Linked DNA regions of Mus musculus: all the other regions are linked to region 1. Evidence: chromatin contacts called from public HiChIP or PLAC-seq and promoter capture Hi-C data. All regions are on one chromosome and are shown on one strand. The core of a region is the stretch at or near the end of the contact, and the rest is flanking DNA. Distances in the headings are between cores, read along the strand shown. Region 1 holds the start of Pnisr (PNN interacting serine/arginine-rich). Region 2 overlaps Mms22l (MMS22-like, DNA repair protein). Region 3 overlaps Klhl32 (kelch-like 32).

Region 1 (2,700 bases), core at 113-2,612:
AAATTTCTTTTATAACACGGAAGTGGTTTCATGACATTTTATAGTTTTTAAAGAACAGACAGTCATAAACCAAGGCAGGCTTAAGATACATTGGTGTGTACATCACAGAAGCTACAGCAAGATGGGGACACTTTTTACATCGCTGCAGATGCTATCTGATAACATTCTTAGCTCTTGGGTTGGTGGAAACTGGGAGTCAGCTAAGTTAAAAAGTTCCAAAGGCTGGGGCAGTGGTTAATAGCGCTGGTACCAGAGTTCAATTCCTAGTACCCACATGGCAGCTTACAACTATCTGTAGTCCAGCAACAAGTGATTTGACACCCTCACACAGACATGCACGCAGGCAAAACACCAATACACATAAAATAAAAATAAATAAATCATTTTTTTAAAAGTTCTAAAAGGTTTTTAATCTATTAGTCACAGGATTTAGCTCTAATATGGGGAGGTTGGCAAAGACTGGCAATTCGTGGGTAAAGCTAGGGCCAGATTGGGTAATTAGCCTCTGGACTTGTAAAATTCCAACCTCTCCACATCACTGAAGCTCCAATCAATCTTTGCAGACACAGACTTTTTCCTGGAATTCTCCTTCATAACTCTTTTTAGTTACACTGACATTTCAAGAAAGTCATTTTCCAATATTTAGGTTAAGAATGCTGTGTTTCTTAGAATTTTTGTTTCCTTTTGTAATTAAACTCCTAGTCTGGAAAGTTGACATTTTAGATATATGAACATTGTTCACGCTAAACACCTTTTACCTCCTTTCGGGAGGCCATCTTGGAGTTTAGGTAAGGAAGGACCAGTGGAAACTCTGCTTCTCAGTTACTTTTCCTTAAAGAGTAGCTGAGCGAAGTTGAACTGAGTAAATGTTCCCACCAGGGGGCGCGATGCTAGGAGGTGAACAAGGAGACCTAGCAAACACCCTGCTTCCAGAACTCAGGCTCTGCGACTCAGGCCTGGCACAGTGAGTTCCAAGTTGGCAGGGTTTGACTTGCGGTCCTCTCCGTAGTCTGAAAGAGGCAAAGCGATTCAGCATCCTTCCCAAAGCGGAACTGATTCTTAGAACGCATTTGCTCTTCGAGGGTCTCCTGCCTAAAGTTTACTAAATTCCGTCCATTGTACCGGAACGTTAGGCTCGGCTTTGTGCTGGCTGTACAAATGAAAATGTGTCGGGTATGACACGGGCTTCACACACAAGAGGGTCCAACTCGAGGTGGGTTGGGTTTGCCCTCAACAAAAATGGCGCGGACTCGTCCCGTCGGTAAGATCACATGGTCGTAAGCCTGGCTGAGAATCAGTGTGACTTCAGCCGAAAAGCGGATGTTATTATCATTCACTTCCGGGTGAGAACCACCGGGCGCCATCTTGTCTTGTTCATGAAGAAGTAGAAGCATCGAAAGGTTGGAGAGAATTACAGGAACGGTGGCGACAGCGGTATTCCGGAACCGGAGCGGGTAAGCGACGAGCAGTTTACCCCGGGGGACCTGCCGGAGGACTAAAGTCCTCTGGGTCAGTGTGGCGAACGGAGCGGGACTCAGGCTGCGTACGCTGCTTGGCGCCACCGCCAGAACCTCATTCCGGAGAAGCTCCGGCGTCCGCCCGAGAGAGTGAGCGAGAGAGCCGCTGTCGCCCGAAGGGAACCGCCTTTGGCTAAGGAGAGGGCTCACGACCCATTCTTCGAACTAAGAGTTTCCTTTGAGAAGGCAAGGGACTAATTGTTGGGCGCCTGAGCGGCCGTTAAGCAGTGCGCGTGCGCAGTGGGAACCCTTGAGGGGCAGGGAGTGTGGAGGGGCGGAGGCGGCGGGGGCCGGGATCTGGAACTTCGACTCTGCGACTCGCACTACGCAGGCGCAACCGCTTTCTGCTGCGTCCTAGACAAGTATCATTTAGTTGCTTAGTTTTGGTGTTTTTACCCAGTGATGGGTATTATGTGTTAAGCATCACTGAGGAAACAAGTAGTATCCTATATTTCAGTTGTTTCGTAGTTTTGTGGATAATAGTGTCATCTTAACAAAACTGGGCACTGAGCAAATTTTGACTGTGCTTGATTAAATTAGCAGTCTTTAATACTTCATTTACCTTTTCTCTTCCTAACCCTAGATAAAACAAAAACAATCTTGGATTTTTTTTTTTTTTTGAGTACATCCAGCTAAAACCAAACCAGAACAGTAAAGACTTTATTTGTGGGGTGGTTTTCTAAAGCATCAGGGGAGACGTAATGAGTTCTCGGATATTCTTAAGACACACAATTTAAAACATAAGTAAGCTTTATATTTAAGGACTTTTTTGAGCCTCATTATATGATCCTGGCTGGCCTGGAACTCCTGCCTTCGCTCATGAATGCTGGAATTAAATGTATTCACTACCACATCAAGCCCTAGAACTTAATTTAATTATAGAAAAATTAAACAGCTAGTGTATAACCACGTGTTTTATTTTCTCAGTAACATATACTTCCATGACACGTTTTTTTGTTTTTTTTTACTATTAATGGAACAATGTTGTTACATTATTAATTGAGGGCATGCTCCTATTTCCTTAGTTAAAGAAAAAAATCATTTTTAAAAAAAGATAGTATTTTTCTGTGGAGATCCCCTGGAACTGAAGTTACAGATGGTTGTGAGTTGCCATGAGGTGCTGGCAACTGGAGGCAGGTCCTCTGCAAGAGCAGCCGGTGCTGTAGCTGCTGAGCCTTCTGGC
Region 2 (2,700 bases), core at 98-2,597, 2.7 Mb after region 1:
CCCTTTTCTACTGTGTGATCTGTTTGAGTTAGGCTGCTTGCTCAGAATTTCTGATGCTTCTGTCCTTATGTTTGTCAAAAAGCACTACTCACATGGATTAATATTGTTCCCTTTTTGGGGTGTAATCATATCTAACTTCTTCACTAGATAATGAGTCTGTGGTTTGTTCTTTTTTACATAATTGTATATGCTTATTTTTAATTTGCTTGTGGTGTCTAGTATGTGCCAAATAAAGGTTTATTTGGGGCATTAGTAATTCAGCAGTGCACAGAACAAAATGAATACTACTTCAGAGAGTTGATGTATCTAGGACTGTAAAATCTCAATCTGGGATTGAGAGTCACTGTGTAGGTGGAACAAGAGTGATTCTGAAGTGTAGTTCCTTGAATGAATTTTAAGCTCTAGTGTTCACTGTGTCTCCTTATGTACTGTTAGTTTTCAAACAAATATGTGTGTATATATATGTAGTTGGAACCAGGTAGTATTTGGGTTTGGGAATGTACCTCAGTGTTAGGAAGCTTGCCTACTTTGTAAGTTCATCAGCACAATTAAAAATATAGTGGGGTGAGGGTTAAATAATATTTGACCAACTCTGATAATGTCTAGATTTTTTTTCAAAAGAAACTCAACACTTGTCACACTTACTCATTTTCTGAACAGTGACCAGAACTAGTTCTAAGCAGTTAAGTGGGAAGCTGAGTAAAGGAGGTTGTTAGTCTTACAACCTCTCTTGAATTTTAATGTTCCAATTTATTGTACCCTGAGAGATGATATTCAATCTAAAGTTAGTTCTCTAAATTCCTACTGGAAGAAAGAAAGGTAAAGCTAGAACTGGAAGCTAATTCCTAGTATAGTCCTTTTATTTATTTAGAAACATAAGACCCCCTACTAAATTCTAAATAAATAAATGTGAGGGGAGATTTATTTATGCAAATTTGACATTAGAGGAAATGTTGATTCGTGGCAAAACTGAGAAGGGATATGAGACATCCGTGGGAAGAGGAGAAAACAAGTTAGCAATTAGGTTAGGTAAATTCAGTCTACAGCTAAGTTGCTTTAAGTTTCTTTATATCCCTACTACCTTTCAGAGCACACAACACACCAAAATGGTCTTTAAAGTTAACATGACAGACTACCTACATTGTTTTTTAAAAATATACTTTACTTAAGGAAATCATTTTGACAGTTATCTTTAACATACATGGCATTTGATTCTGCTCAGTAGAGCTTTAAATAGAAGAAAACTCAACTAAAGTTGCTTCTTTTCAGGAAATCCTACCTTGAGTTCAAAGGGTCCTCACCCCCTCCTCGATTAGCATCCGTATTGGCCTTCGTCCTTCAGCTCTTCAAGGACACCGAAATGGGTGCCTGTGACCTTGAGCTGCTCCTTCCTGGCATCCTGAAATGTTTGGTGTTGGTAAATGAACCCCAAGGTTGGTTTCATCAGTCTTGATTTTTGTTAGCTTTTTCTGTGTCCAGGCTAAGCGGCTAATTTTCTCATGGGTTAAATTGATATTAGAGGTACAGGGTTATTTTCTATCTCTTAGTATGAATCATGGCTAACGAATCAAATATTGATAGTGGCTGGGCTGAGGTGGGGAAAAAGAATCAAATTCGGATACATTCAGCCTAGTTTATTTAGAGTTTTGTTTTAACCCCTTGAGGCAAGTACTTTATGGGGTATTTCCTTTGATTAGGCTTTTTATGTCCTCAAAAAAAAAATCTGCAGGCTTCCTGTGATGCCACATGGGACTTGTCAAATATCAGGTGGCGAGAGGTCTGTCTCTTCTCTTTAGTTGTCTGCTAGCTGTTTGGGACAAACCTGGCAAGTACCCTTGATTCCAGTCCATGTCCTCTTGGTGTCATCAGCCTTAATTTGCATGATCACTCTAAACTGTGAATCCTGCCGCCCCCCCCCCCCCCCACATGCTTTTAATAAGCTCGCTGAGAATGCAGAACAGGAATCCTAGCTCTGTCCTGATAAGCAGTTAGGCCATTGTGTTTGTGAAGAGGGTGTGTGTGTGTGTGTGTGTGTGTGTGTGTGTGTGTGTTGTAACTCGCTAAGATGAGTTTACAAGGTAGGCTGGGGATCTGAGAGCAATCCCCAAAGTGGTGGTGGAAAGTCTTTTCTCAAAAAGGTTAACATTTTTTTAAATATATATTCATTTCAGTGTTTGTAGTATTCCTGTCTGTTCTTAGTCTGATTCAGGAAAAGAGTGTCTATTACACTTCCGTATGGTGCTATCACTTGGTAGGAGGACGTGCCCTCTGGTGGCTCTTAGAAACACTGTCCTTGTTAAACTTCAACATGTTGAAGTGCATCGAAAGCCTTGCACTTCTTCATTCAAGGTTTGCTTCCTCAGAGCAAACAGCACTGCAGTCGTACAGTTATGGTTTGATTTCCTGTGGTTTCACCTACTACATGTTATCCACCATAGGTCAACTGTTAATACTAACTGGAAAATTCTGGAAGGAATGATTCATAAGTTTTAAATTATATGCCATTTGAATAGCATTATCTATATTGGATTCCACCAGCTCTCAGAAAACATGTCTCTGAGACAGAAGTAGATAAGCTCCCTTACCTAGGGGAAGCAGATGATAACTAGAGTGTAGGCTTTCTTGCTGAGATAACAAACGTGGTACAAACATGACTCTGGCAATCCTTGCACAGCTCTGACAATACTAAGAATTGCTTCA
Region 3 (2,700 bases), core at 4-2,503, 2.8 Mb after region 1:
ATTTACAATTATGCCTTTTGCCAAATAAGGCAATTAGGTTAGACATATTTATTTATATTGGTAGAAGGCCAAGCTTTATATGATAATGCCAAAGAATGGAGAAATATTTAATATTTGACTCTAGATCATCCTTAATAATAAGAAAGCTATGATCAGCCCCTTTTAACATAAGATTCCAATTTAAAATGCCATGCAACTTTTAAAATTATATGAAAGTCAACCATGGCTTGAAATTTAAATCCCAACTCACTAATTGACAGACAAGTAAACCAAGCAATAGATCAGTAAGTAAACTTAACCACTTCCTTTCTCATAAACACTCAGCATATAGGGAGAACCTCATTTGCTTTTTGCCAAGACAAAATTGGACTTGAACCAGAAAAATCATACGATGTTTTGTATGCATAGAATTTCACCAGTTCACAAAGCTGCAAAGAAAAAGCAGGCTATGAGCACAGACATGCTTGTATAAACATTGGCATACAATGAGTACAGGAGTACAGGAGCTTATCACGATAGGGATATAGAGTGTGACATTTATTCCCTGTGGGCACATGTAATGTGGCATTTATTCACTATAGCCACACATACTATGGCATTTATTCACTATAACCACACAGTGTGGCATTTATTTACTATGGACACACATAGTGTGGCATTTATTCTCTCTAGGCACAAACACTTAAGCACTTTTACACTATAGACGTGTGCCATTTATTCTCTATTGGCACATATAGTGTGTCCCTTATTCACTATAGGCACACATACTGTGGCATTTATTTGCTATAGGCATATATTTTTAGCTCATTTCTAATTTCTCAGAGTAAACTGCAGACAAAAAGAAGTTGTTAGTTTGAGAGGCTTCTACTGTCTGGTTCCTCTGAACATAGAATTTCCTCAATAAAATACAGTCTTTAATAAATAGTCAAAGCTAGATTTCAAACATTTTGCTCAGAAATATCTTTAATGCATTATGCTTGAGTGACGATGCTTATCTTGGTTGCACTAACCTATAACAGTCTTAGGAGTCAGTGTTTGCATTAGCAGTCCAGTCTCCTGCCACAAGACTGTAGATGCCATCTGGTTTGCAAAGCCTGCCTACATCCCCTGATTATATCTTTAGCTTCCTTCACTGCAGTGCCTGCCAGGTGAGCCGCCACCCGCTGCAAAGGCAAAGAAGGCGAGAGGCCTGGTGGGGTCATTCCTAATAAGCTAGCGTGTGAATACTAATCAGCAGTGGGGAAGCAGAGGTCACCCCAGCCTGCCTGTTGGCAGGTAGCGATGTGCTCTGTGGCAGATGGCAGGCATTATCGACTCTCCACAAAGGCCTAGAAGAGAAATAAGCATCAGGGCTGAATGATAGAGTTATTGAGATTCTGAGCAAGATGCAAGCAGATGTGATGTTTGCCAGTATCCACCGTAAACAATATGCCAGCAGAATTCTTTAAAAAGAGCATGTGTGTACAAACATGAAACAGAACTCATTTCACCAGTGTTAATGCAGTCTTCCTCCTTAACCATGTGTGCACCGAACTCAGGCTTCTGCAATTAGTGATCTCTCATGAGACAGCTGACCCATGAACATCCAATCTCTGCAATCTATGGCTCCTAATAATATCAGGAGACACACTTATAAAAGGAGAAATGCCTTCCTCAGTTAAGTCATTGTTAAAACACACACACACACACACACACACACACACACACACACACACACAGCAGAAACACTGGAAACACTGTGCACATACTTGTGGTACCCAGCCCAGATGCAACCTGCCAAAGGCAACCTGTTGTTTCAAATCCTAATATTGCACTAATGGACAGTAAACCTGCAGGTCACGCCATGGTGGAATACTGTCACAATCAAACAGGTCACGCCATGGTGGAATACTGTCACAATCCAAGTCATGGAAAGGGTGACAACATACAGCAGACATTTGCATTGTTTGTAGATATTTGGACAGAAGGAAAAGAAAATAAAAGCATTTCTTCTTCGAGGGGAAAAGGGAAATTAAATCTTCATCAAAAGGACACAGAAAGGACCCAGCTGTTAGAGGCACACCATTCCCAGACTTTCATACACATACCATTTGTGTTTGTCCTAGACATAGGACACCATTGGCTGTATTAAGTCAAATGGCATTATTTGATTTGAGACTAACAAGGTCATAGGGATGTCTCCCACCCCAAATGGCATCCCTTACAGAAGGACATCGCTACAATCAAAATCCTCTCTACCATATGCAAAGCTCTGTGGCATTACATGTAGCATGAAACTAGAGGGGCCGAAGCTGTGCAATACCAATGAGGAACTGAAGGCTTTCCCCGCAAAATGCTTTCTTTCCCCCAGGTAGCTGAAGGTGCATACAGTGGCACTCTGATGAACAGTTCCTGTGGAGATCTTTAAAACGCATTTTAATTACGGTAATGAATTCTTAGGAACGCCTTACCTGGTTAGGTTCATATACCATCAGTCTGTTCTGATACTGTGCGGTGTTTGTCACCCCACCTGTAACAGAGGAGCACATTTTAGAGCTTTCCACGAACAAGAAACAGGATCCTCCAAAAGAAGAGTAAGCTACAATTAAAAGGACAGTGAGAGACAGCTGAGCGTCTGCTCTCAAGGCGAACCCATGACACAATTAAGAAATGTATTGTTTAAGCTGATTCTTCGTCCCAAGCACTTCCATAGCAAGCCAC

The links. Promoter capture Hi-C pulls out the DNA fragments that hold promoters and counts their contacts. HiChIP or PLAC-seq counts read pairs in DNA pulled down with a chosen protein or histone mark.
Region 2: a promoter capture Hi-C map of embryonic stem cells shows a contact between it and region 1, with 5 times the contacts expected there. The contact joins the enhancer-like site here to the promoter of Pnisr in region 1. A contact is called at or near these places in 8 of 39 promoter capture datasets (the 3T3-L1 cell line, the C10 cell line, cranial neural crest and 5 more), 6 of 115 datasets of contacts at active chromatin or transcription factors (acute myeloid leukemia, astrocytes, differentiating embryonic stem cells and 2 more) and 1 of 9 other capture datasets (adipose tissue).
Region 3: an H3K4me3 HiChIP or PLAC-seq map of embryonic forebrain shows a contact between it and region 1, with 15 times the contacts expected there. The contact joins the enhancer-like site here to the promoter of Pnisr in region 1. A contact is called at or near these places in 5 of 39 promoter capture datasets (the 3T3-L1 cell line, cranial neural crest, hippocampal neurons and 2 more) and 3 of 115 datasets of contacts at active chromatin or transcription factors (astrocytes, embryonic forebrain and large pre-B cells).

What each region holds. Positions count from the first base shown.
Region 1 is chr4:21,846,686-21,849,385 of GRCm38.p6, forward strand. Pnisr (PNN interacting serine/arginine-rich) reads left to right here and starts at 1,363. Exons shown (of 11, transcript NM_001369189.1): 1 at 1,363-1,454. 4930528A17Rik (RIKEN cDNA 4930528A17 gene) reads right to left here and starts at 1,763. Exons shown (of 1, transcript NR_028384.1): 1 at 1-1,763.
Region 2 is chr4:24,594,869-24,597,568 of GRCm38.p6, forward strand. It overlaps Mms22l (MMS22-like, DNA repair protein), which reads left to right. Exons shown (of 24, transcript NM_199467.3): 21 at 1,270-1,433. Among named protein-coding and RNA genes, the nearest start is that of Gm31436, 72 kb to the right of the region's middle. Within about 2 kb of position 1,348, at least 4 of the 459 cell types and tissues checked have an H3K27ac peak or open chromatin away from gene starts, as enhancers often do. A contact at or near this core is called in embryonic stem cells, where this site is marked.
Region 3 is chr4:24,630,193-24,632,892 of GRCm38.p6, forward strand. It overlaps Klhl32 (kelch-like 32), which reads right to left. Exons shown (of 11, transcript NM_001163020.2): 8 at 2,451-2,509. Among named protein-coding and RNA genes, the nearest start is that of Gm31436, 37 kb to the right of the region's middle. Within about 2 kb of position 1,254, at least 16 of the 459 cell types and tissues checked have an H3K27ac peak or open chromatin away from gene starts, as enhancers often do. A contact at or near this core is called in embryonic forebrain, where this site is marked.